2 separate regions of the Lactuca sativa genome follow, and region 1 is linked to region 2. The links are chromatin contacts, called in public Hi-C maps. All regions are on one chromosome and are shown on one strand. The core of a region is the stretch at or near the end of the contact, and the rest is flanking DNA. Distances in the headings are between cores, read along the strand shown.

Evidence for each region. Hi-C and Micro-C count contacts between places; a contact is called where the count stands out from the background.
Region 1: a contact with region 2 is called in a Hi-C map of leaf, with 6 times the contacts expected there. The contact joins the promoter of LOC111921408 here to the promoter of LOC111921409 in region 2. A contact is called at or near these places in 3 of 4 Hi-C or Micro-C datasets (bud and leaf).

The regions. Positions count from the first base shown.
Region 1 is chr1:111,854,481-111,860,389 of Lsat_Salinas_v11, forward strand. It overlaps LOC111921408, which reads right to left and starts at 3,017. Exons shown (of 1, transcript XM_023916989.3): 1 at 1,451-3,017. The coding sequence starts at 2,731. The coding sequence ends at 1,682.
Region 2 is chr1:111,614,631-111,620,543 of Lsat_Salinas_v11, forward strand. It overlaps LOC111921409 (ras-related protein RABH1b), which reads left to right and starts at 3,111. Exons shown (of 6, transcript XM_023916990.3): 1 at 3,111-3,447; 2 at 4,590-4,660; 3 at 4,777-4,865; 4 at 5,079-5,190; 5 at 5,584-5,674. The coding sequence starts at 3,331.

The sequences.
Region 1 (5,909 bases), core at 1,767-4,266, 240 kb after region 2:
ATTAAACGCACATTCCCAATATATAAATTACCCTTTTGAAATGGATCCAAAATGTAACACATTACCTCACTTACTAGCAATGATACCCTTTTAATTTCAACCAAGACTTAACATTTCTCTAACCATAAAGTCCTTAGACCACGACATCATTTCCTCAAACAACATTCTCATCTTAGACAATAAACATTTTACATATCATATAAAACTACAATTTCACTCCTCTATTATATGTATTTCAACATTTTCATTATGATTATAATTTAGAACCCAACACCCATATTTACATGAGCATACGATCTATAGTTCCCTATCACTTTAGAATCCTTTTGAGATTTATCATGTCTTATACCATTTTCCCAATTCATAGAACCTCATCATGAGAACCATGATTCTTATGACATCCAATCCAATTAGTACATAAGTCACAAGCCGACTTTTCTCCATGATTATTGTTAATAACATTTTTAAATTATATCTTAAATTATTAACAATATTGATTTTAACTTTTTTTAAATAATTTGATGAATAAGAGGATGTTGACATCAACAATGACTGTGATCACAAATCACCTTTTGGATAAGTTAGCCGCATTTGCTTTTGGCATTGAAACGGATTGGATCGTTAATTAAGTGCCAAAATTGATAGTTTCTATTTTCAATATTATTTAATATTTGATAGGTAATTTCTTAATTAACGACAACTTTTGATTGTGATATTTCCTAATCAAATTCAAATTATATATTAGATTAATCTCTATTATAAGTATTCGATTTGTATACCTAATAAATATCTATTAACATTTTAATAAAACTGAATCCTAACTGAATTTTTTTTTCCAAAAAAAACTGTAATTATAAAACTTTCATATGTTTCTTAACGTGTAATTTTATAAATTTATAATTTCTAATAATAGTTTCATGACATATAATTCATTTATTTCGTAACTTCTTACCCGTTTCATGACATGTAACCTACTATTGTATAACGTCAATGTGACGACAAATTACACTACGCCATGCATATTTCACAATGAATATAAATGTAACAAAACGAGTTAATATTGTTCAAAATTTGATCATCTTATAAAAATTATCATTTTTTGTACCTTTGTTATAAAATAATCAGTCTTTTTAAGAAAAAAATTCATCGATTGTCCTTCATAAAGATTTTTTTTTCTTCGCAAAAATGATATAATTTTACCAAAAAAAAAACTATTGAATTTCATGAAAACAAATACTTTCTGTTTTTCCATTTCATGGATAGTTATTTTATATTTTATATTAAATGTTTAAAATGATAATTTTGTGATTAACCTTTTTATATTAAAGGAAAAATATTACTTTGAAACTATGTGTGCATTATATTATTTATAAAGTATCCACGAATACATTGTCTTAGAACAAAGAATTATTTTATGACACATGAGGAATATATATAAAAAGACAAAATGTGAGGCCAAATTTGTAATTCACACTATACTTAAATCGAATCTCATAATTACAAAAAAAGAAATGAAGAAGAAAAAAGAATAAAAATATTTTGGTATCAGTAAAATATGAATAATCATATAGTAATTATTGATAAAGGTATGAAGGGGGAGATACCAATGGAGGCAAAATCGTGTACTTTGAGGCCCAGTCAAACCAATCTGCGACTGGGTCAATGACAACAGTCATCAAAATCAATGGTGAGCATTGGGCCTCCCGAAATCGGCGAATTTTCTTGATCTGTTTGGGCAAAATGATTTTATGTTTGAAAGATGAGGCTTCACCGGAGCTCTGGTTTCGCCTGATAAACCGCTTTCCGGCGGTGGTGGCGGTGGCATACCCTTCTGATTCCATTGCCGGTTAGGACTTGCACGAACCAAGGGACTCAAACAGAATGTTAAACCGGATAAATTCCTCACGTGTCCGGCACCACCGCCGCGCCGGCCGTCTGGATGAGCCGGTGTTCTTCTCGGTGTGTTTTTCCATGACTCAGGCCTTGACTCGTACCCGCTTGTTACATCGAATAAATCATCTTCATTTCCGCCATCGCAATCGGAGTTTCGCACCGGTGACATTCCCCGATCTCGGCAGTACTGCCGCCGGACCACTCCGCTTCCGCTGGTTACTTGAGATTCATCAACATAAACCGGTTGCTTCCTCCGGTTACGACCACCACCTTGTACAATGCTTGAGAACCACGAAGACGACGACGTTGACGTTGACGACGTGGCATTACCACCACCGCTGGGTTCCCTGAAAGTCGAATCTGATGCCCTGGGATCCGAAACCGAATCCACCGAGTTTCGATTCTTAGATCTGAAGGGAAACGTAAGCAACCGAATCAAACTCCGCTTCTTATTCGAATGAACACCGGTGTTGTTGTGACCTCCGGTAGTAGGCCCTACCTGAGGTGTTCGATAAAACAGTTGATCCGAGAGGCTATGGTTATGACGAGGAGCAGCAGGAGTAAAAGGATGATGATCCTTTCGTCGATCGTTATGAGACAATACAGTAGCTCCGGCAGAACGATCGGACTTTCGGCGGTTGTTTAACGGAGAATCAAAGCGAGGAAACACTGGTTTCCCGTCCAAATTGCGTTGTTTTCCGTCTAGGTTTTGACCACTCAGTGCTTGAGCATGAGCTTGTTCTTGAGCTGCGATGAGATACAACAGACGTTCCCGGAGACAACAAGCGCATACGCCGACGACACTACTGAGATCGGTGTAATGCTTCTTACACCTCATTTATGGATGTAAATTCTGTACACCTCTCTACACTTGATTTCAAGTAAATCGGCAGAATTAGCTTCTGATTGTTGAATATTTGTATCTGTTTCCTTGTTTCCTTGTTAGTTCTTTGGGGATTCAACGCTCCATTGATCAGCGTTTCTCTAATTGACGATGAAAACAAAGATTGTTCAGATTTTTAGGGAGATTTCGTGCTTGTCTTCTATCTTCAGTGTGATTTTATTTCAGAAATTTACAGAGGGGAGAAGAGAGGATTTGAGAGAGATATAGAGAGAGAGAATATGGGAAGAATCACTGATTATATATTTGTTCATACAAATTGGGGGTCGTGTGCTAAAAGGTTGTATTTCGTTTTTAGTCCCTTTAGTTTCATTTGTTTTATTATTACAAACAAGACTTTTCATTGTATATATAAATACATGGAAACTTCATCAAAAATATATTCTTCATAAAAAAAATATAATATTGGAACTATTAAGACTTCCACATAAACATTAGTTTCCAGAAGAATAAGTAGGATAGTTGAAATTTTAAATCGTCTACTTAACTGATTTTTTCCAGAAGAATAAATGAGGTAGTTGAAATTTCAAATCGTCTACTTATGCTTTAAAGATTAGAATATTTTAATTATGATCATACAAAAAGTAAGATCACAAACGGACAAAAAGTTGTGTAACTATTTTTTTTTCTATTTATCTGGTTTTACGTAGGTAACAGTAAAATACGATTTTATAAAAATTATTTGAGATTTAAACATTTTAGAATGAAATAAATCTCTAGTTTAAAACTCACAAGTTTTAACATTTCATTAAAGAAAATTAAGTTTTTTCTTATCTAGCCGATTAGTGATATAAGTGGTCATGGATGAATATGTATTTGAAAAATAAAGTTATCATTTTAAAAATAGTTAAAAGTTTTAAGGTGTGATGCGATGTTTATTTTTGACAGTATCATGATCTAAACAACAGTATAAAAGTTGGTTGATTAATTTTCAAGGGACATATTATTAAGGTTCATAATTATATTATAGCAATTTATTATCTATGAGATCTTGATGTATAGTGTTATAAGATGATGTAACATGCATATGATCTTTTTAAACATATCATATTTAATTTCTCTTTTGTATATAACGCTTTAAAATGGCGTTGATCATGTTTGAATCTCACAGACTTCAACTACAAATCCTCCTACCTGATTAAATGATAACATGTGTCATTTTAGTATACTAAAATATCATTAAATGAGCATTAAATGTGACACATGTTATTATTTCATTGGGTAGAAAGATTTGTAAGAACAAAAAGTAGAAGGATTTTTAATTTCTCTATACAAAATGATCACCATTAAAACACCTTAATGATGGTATATATCTTATTAATATATACTCTCACAATTATAAGTTTATTAACTAAATAACATATTGGAGCAAGGCAAATTAATGCACATAGGTACAAGATCTAGATGACCTTAGAATGAAACACAAATCTTCAAAGTGTAAAGCTTTAAACTTTAAGTGTCAAATTTGTAATAAACTTAAAAGTAAGGGGGTGTAAAGAACAATTGTTCGGTTAGGAAAACGATAAACTGACAGCGTGGTGTACAGAGGAGGATTGATCCCATGGAATACACGTACTACTTTTCGCACAATCCATATTAATAAGTTAATAACAGTAATATTCTTTTTATCAAAAATAATGTTTGGTTCGATATTAATTTCGAAAAAAAAAAATAATGTATAGAGCCAACAAATAATATACGAATGTATCTAAAGATATCGACTCTAAATAATAATTACGAAAAACAGTGTAAAACAGGCCTAAAACATGACCAATAAATATATTATTTTTTAGGACAACCGATAATAAAATATATTGTTTTTTAATTAGAGAAAGAATATGTCAAAATGCAAATGCAAATTCAAATGTTCTGATTCTGCTTCTGTCTTTTTTTTAATCGTCGATTGCTGAAAATAGTTGGATCTATATATCATGATTAATTAAGATAATATTCTTTAATTAGTTTTTTTTTTATTGTTGATTCATCATTATATATTGATTTTAAGATATTTTATTATTTGCTTAATTAAAGTCTTCGGTACAAGTGCTACTAGTTTATTGATCTATCCCGACTCTATAATATATTAAGAGTATTAAAAATCATGAGCACTTTTATAGTTATTGCCAAACTTGATATTCACCTATAGTGAATTAAAAAAATGCCACTTCAAACACTAGTTAAGGATTAAGAAAGGGTTGATAGACAAAGTAATTAAGGATTAAGAAAGGGTTGATAGATAAAGTAATCAATGATTAAGAAAATAGAAGGGTTTTTTTTTAACTTTTTTGAGGTTGTTGATTTGTTAATAGGTTGCATGAGACCCGCTGAATACTAACTCATTCAGATGTGACCTTTCAATGAACAACTTCTAACTAGTAAATTAAATGAGTCGATCCGTTAAACAGATAAATCATACCATGTTCAACAACTCAAATTTACCTGATATGAATTATGTGTGGGCGCATCAACCAATGACACATGGTATGGGTAGGTCTCTAGTGGAACACAAAATTGTTTGTGAATTCATCCAACAATAAAAAGAAAACGTTTGTCCTGAACTTTAAATGTGTCTCATTCTCACAATGTCCAACACACAAGAGCACCATACAATGCATACATAATTAGTTTATCATATAACTGATACACTAGCCGAATCAACTTAGTAGAACCGACACAAACTGTAACTCAAAAATTAAAAAAGGCGATACAAAAACTCTTTTCATTATCAGTGGTATGTTTTTACACTCATCGTCTCTTATTGATATATCATTTCACTAGTTTATAACCCGTGGAACCACGGGTTATAAAATTAATTAAACTTTCATAATAGCATTTTATAATTATTAATCAATTATTTTATATAAATCGTTATAAATAAGTTATTAATTAAAAGATATATCAAAATTTTAAAGTTATTATAACTTCAAATTTAACATATAATTAGTAAATGTAAATTTGAATTTTGAAATTAGTTGTTGTCAAATATATCTACATGACATAAGACATAATATTAATAAAGAGTTGTATTAGACTGATACTTGGCAAAAGGAGATTAAAACTATTCATTTATTAGAATAAGGATGTGCATGCAATTTTGCACAAATACCGGTAGAGT
Region 2 (5,913 bases), core at 1,861-4,360:
TCGAAGAAGGAAGTTTTACCTTCCAAGTCTGGAGTTTTAAAACAAATTCGCAAAGCAGAAGTGAGTAGTAAAGGAGTTACTATTCGTAGTATTCCTGCCCCAGTGTCTCCTGGAAAGAAACGCCAACGTGCTGAAGATGTTGCGAAAAACATGCAACGCACGCTGGGCAAGAAGAGGAAGATGGCGATTCGCAATGAATCATCAGATGAAGAAGTTGTCCCAGAAACTCCACCTGTTACAACAATGGTAAATGTTTCTTTACCAATTTCTCAAACTTCGCAAATTTCCACTACTATTTCACAAACCCAACCACTCGAAATAGTTCTTACCAAGTCAGTTACTGAGGAGGTACCTATTTCGGATATGGTTGTCAACGTATCTGATACGGGGGCACCTATCTCGAGTGTCGCATTTCCATTACCAACATCCTTACCTATTACCACTTTATCAACCACTTCCTCCATTTTTGATCATGCCCTTCAGAATCCATTCACCACACTTTTTCCATCCCAATCACCTGAAAATCCTCCACCTTCGCAACAAATGTCTGATTCTGAAATCGAAGGAGGTGCTTTTGGAGGAGTTCTAGATAACATTGCTTTTGATTCAGAAGAAGAAGACATTCCTGATCATATGCTGATGACAGGAAAGCAGTTTAAAACACTGAATCAAAAGTTGAAGACCATTATCCAATCGCAAGCCGATTTCGGGAGAATGTCTTCGATCTCAGCAATGGAGGTGGATGTCATGATTAAAGGAGCTGAGAAAAGAATCATGGAGAAAGTTGATCAGTCAGATAAAAACAATGAGCTGAGAGTGAAAGCACAAGGGAATAATTTTACGTCTGCAGTTCAAGATCTTAAAGCTGCTACAAAAGAACGACACATTCTTTTTGTACAAGACGTCAAGAAAGTTCGTGAGGATGTCAACTTCAAAATTCAGGAATTGAAGTCTAAACTTGCGAAGGATCTTCAAGATGTGCATACGAGACAAGAAGATCTTCAAAAGCAAATTGTGGAAATTTCGTCTCAACTCCACAAACTCAACAATATTCCTGTTATTGAAGATCAGAAAGCTGCTACAATGGAGAAGTTTGATCACTTGATCAAATTAGTCACTGAGCTCAAATCAGCAGTTTCGCATTCATCATCTTCGCAAATCCTTACACCTGAATTCTTGTCTCTAAAGATTAATACTTTAGAACAAGCTATTCAGAAAGCCCTAACTCCGCTTTCAAATTTCACTTCTGTACTTCCGAAGAGTGCTCCACCTGTTTTCACAGGGGCGCAAGGGGGAGAGAAAAGTCGAAGCAAAGAAGATGAGGCTAAAACAGTGGGCAAAGTGATTTCGACTCAACTGGTTGCAACTCTTCCAATTCCTACAAAATCGATTTCTTCAACAACAATAACCACAAAAACAATTTCCAAGGGAATTGTTATTGGAGGAAACGAAGGAGGTTCTAGTTCTCAACCTCAGAAAGATGTAACAGGAAAAGGAAAAGGCATCTTATATGAAAAGTCGAAGGAGGAGATAAAAGCTGATGCTGAGGCTGAATTAGAAAGAATGAGACAAGTTCAGAGCATCATGAGACAAAGAGCAAGTGATCCTCCCTCCATGAACAAAGGAGATCCTGCGAAACTTTACTTTTACGAAACTATAGAGTCTAAAGTTGTAGGAAGGGAGATGTATGAGTTCGAGAAGAAGCCTAAACGAAGTTACGATATTGCAAACTCAGATCACTGTCAGCTGGACTTCCCTATTAATGAAATGTTGTTCATTACGGCTCAATACAAGATCAGTGAGAAATTTGATAATCCGGATGACTACACTCATATGAAAATCAGGTTTCATGCTGTTCTTGGGAAGAATCCTGATGAAGTTTGGTCCCTGATGAAGATCAAGAAGGTGCTTACGATAAAGAAGGATGTTCTGTTTGAAGACATGCTTCAAAATTTTCGATATTTTGTCATCAGGGCTAACAACAAACAATACGACTTCACTGTTGCTAATTTTCCTTTGATGAACTGCAACGATCTCATTCAAGTAGCTCTTATTCTGAAGCACATGGAAGTAAACAAACTCAAAGGCTCAGAAACAGATGTGTTTAAAGTCGGATTTGCACATGTGAAGACTTATATCGACAACTATTTCGATTGTCTGGCACTTACTGATGAAGAGTTAGCAAATGTGCTAGGAAGAGAAGTTAAAGTTCCGTGGGAGGATACTTTGTCACAATTAGCTCTATCGAAGTATGTTGTGGGTGAGATATGCCTTAAACCATTTGGCATGGTGTTTTCGGGAAGAGACACTAAAGGCAACCGAAGAAGTTCTTATTCAAAGCTTCAGAGATTGAAAGATACAATTCTTCGCAATATACGCACTTCATTGTACGTATGAACAATTGCAAGAAAAATAACGAAGGTGATAAGAAGGACTTGAAGAAGGTGATCTCTTGGTATGGAGAGGTGCGAAGAACGATTCATTCTGCAATTCAAAAGCTTTTAAGTTGAATTGTATCGACTGTTTACAAAGGGGGAGAATGTAGATGTATGTTGTAAAAGTCGAATAGTTTGTATTGTAATGATTCGCATTTTTATGTTATTTTACTAAGTCAATTTTGTATGCGAAGTGTAGAATGCGAAGCGTAAATGTTTAGACTTAGTATACTTTTTATATGTTCCCTATAAATAGGGACTTAGGCTTGAAGTAGAGTAACGATATCGAAACACAATATTTCTCTTCAGCTTACTTTGTAATCAGTCTTAATAAAACGAGATCTGATTAATATTTACTTCGTGTGTTCATCATCTTTCATCATTCAAATCTATTGTTTCTTTTCTTAATTCTCGATAACAATTCTCATTACAAATACCTCTGTTAACCGCTGTTTTTTAGAAATTACAATTTATCTTATAATCTATTTAACATTGAAAAATACAATGAAATGTTATTAGAACATTTAATAAAAACTATTTATTTCAATAACAACAGCATCTTAAAACTAAATTAAACACTAAAAACCTAAAATAAAAAACTTTGAAAAGCTAAATAATTATATATTTTGACTAATTGTGTCCAAGTCGTTACTATTCAAACAAATGCCAAATGCAACAAACTCATTTTCCGTTAGCCGACACGGATTCAACTCTTAAACAAACCCTTTTCTCTCGCTCATATACCTCAGACTCTCAGAGTCCTAACATCTCTCGGCGTTGATCTCCAAGATTCTCCGGCGAGATCTCAGTCATACGCGTCGGAAAATCTTCATCCTTTGATCGCAACGTTGTCGTGGATATATCTGCTGCTATATCTTAATTAATTTCAAACAAAATGGCTCCGGTGTCGGCTCTTGCGAAGTACAAGCTGGTGTTCTTAGGAGATCAATCAGTCGGAAAAACGAGCATCATTACTCGATTCATGTACGATAAGTTTGACAACACTTATCAGGTAATCTAATTTGATCCAGCTTATTATTATGTAGCTGCTATCGGACCATGTTTTATGTGTAGCCTTTTGATTTGTGATATCTGTTGAGAGCTTTTTTGGATGTTTGATCTGATTTTGACTTGGACTTGATCTCGATTCGTTACTCCCTTAATTGTTGAAAAAAGCTTAGTTTTGTTTTCAAACAGATCCATTTTCAACTCCAAGAGAAATTGGATAATCGCATTGAACTTTGTTAGGGATATGGATAGAAACATCTCGCCTTCTCGTAGTTGAAGTTTTTGAGAGTTCCATGTGTTAAATCGTGACAGATTTGAAGGAACTAAGATAACACATTCACTGTTTTGGTCATTCCAGCTGAAGCTAATTAGGACCATGAGTGGTTCTGCTTGTGTCCCTATATGCATCCAGGCTACAGATTTGAATAATACTACTTGTATTGATTTTGCTAGATAAAGGTGCTTCTGATAATTCCCCTGCTAGAATATCTACCTATTGAATCTGACTATCTGAGAACAATTAAAATACCAATTTTTGTCTAATCTATCTATGATGTACAAAATCTTGATTTCTCAAGCAACCAAGAAGGATAAAACAATGAGTATATTGTATAAGAAAGCTGAAAATTTCCTAATCATCCTCATCAATTCATTCTAACTCCAAAAAAATGTTTCCAAGCAATCATTTAAGTCCATAGATTAACTGCATAGATAGTCATATAAAGGAGCTTCATTCTTTTATAGCATAGTTTTTCGCCTTTGGTAGTTGTTTACTAAATTTGCTACTCTTATTAAGGGAAAAACTAAGAAATCCCCTTTCATTTATTCAATAGATTGGTTTAGTTTAGTTGTGTGAAGTTTTCTTCATAATCCAGGAAATCATTTCCTTGGCAAAAATAAAAATTTAAAACAATAACTTATCAATACTTACAATTAATAGCAGTGCATACACCTTTTGATGAATTGCTAATTCGAATTCAGTCCTTTTGGTTTCCCTTGCAGTATAGAATGTCTACATTTTCCTCTCGTAGTTTATTACATTCCAATTTCTTATCAAACCTTTCATTTGTTATCTCAATCTTTTTCGTATTTCCTTTCCTACCCCCTCTCTAATGTGTATACTCTGAATTTATATCCACTCTCCAGGCTACAATTGGTATTGATTTTCTATCAAAAACTATGTATCTTGAAGATCGAACAGTTCGTTTGCAGCTTTGGTAAGATTATATATACATTACTTATTAGTATTGTTTAAGCTATAATATATATACTCAAAAAGTGATACATTATTCATTCTTTTGAAACTAATTCATTGATTTTTGGTATTAAAAAGGGACACAGCTGGACAAGAAAGATTCAGGAGTCTCATTCCAAGTTATATTAGAGACTCCTCTGTTGCTGTCATTGTTTTTGATGTTGCAAGTATGTTCTTTCTCTTCCCTTTTTGACTTCTTTTAGTCCCCTTTTTTTCAATAGTCTGTGTCTGTGTCTGTGTCTGACATACATTGGACTGAGACTCAAACTGATGACAAGAATTTGCTTTTGATCTCTTGTCTGTGCAAAAGACGTAAATACCCTTTATCGTTTTTTTTTTTTTACATTTCATAATCTCAACCACTTCTATGATGGTTTTAGGTCGCCAGTCATTTCTGAACACTGCAAAATGGATTGAGGAGGTTCGTACGGAGCGAGGTAGTGATGTCATCATTGTCCTAGTTGGCAATAAAACCGACCTTGTGGATAAGAGGTAAATAAATGGTGGTTATTTTTAGCTTACTTTATAAATATAATAATTAATACATTGATTGCATATTTGCATTTGTTCTTTCATTGTTTTATTGATTTAGCCACTTAACTATTTTCTATATTGATTAAACCATTATACTATTTTTGACCTTTCAAAAACCGTTTTTTTAGGTTACCAAGTTTTGGAAAAGGGCAAAATACAGAAAAAAATAATGTAGTTTCAATTTTTTATTGATTAACTATAGCTTAGTATATAATAAAATTTAGTAAATAGTAAATTTTTCATTTTTATAAAACAAGAAAGAAACAACAGAAATATCTAGTAAAGGGTAGTTTTGTCAAAAAAAATATTATAATGGTTTACATCCATTTCCTTTTGATGCATATTTTGTAGGCAAGTTTCAATAGAGGAAGGTGAAGCTAAAGCCCGTGAATATAACGTAATGTTTATTGAAACTAGTGCCAAGGCAGGCTTCAATATAAAGGTAAAATGACTATTTTGCCCCTATCTTCATCTTCCTCAATGCAATTAAGCAAACCCTAGAAGTATTCCTCGTCTCCTTCATCTTAAACCCTAAATCCAACCAAAACCCAAAAAATAAAAACTAAAACTAAAACAATAAGGGCAAATCCGTCATTATAAATATTTTCAAAACAAATTGGACCAAACTTGCAACAAAATGAAAAGTTTGGACCTCTGGTGCTAGTCCAAACCTTTTTGGAC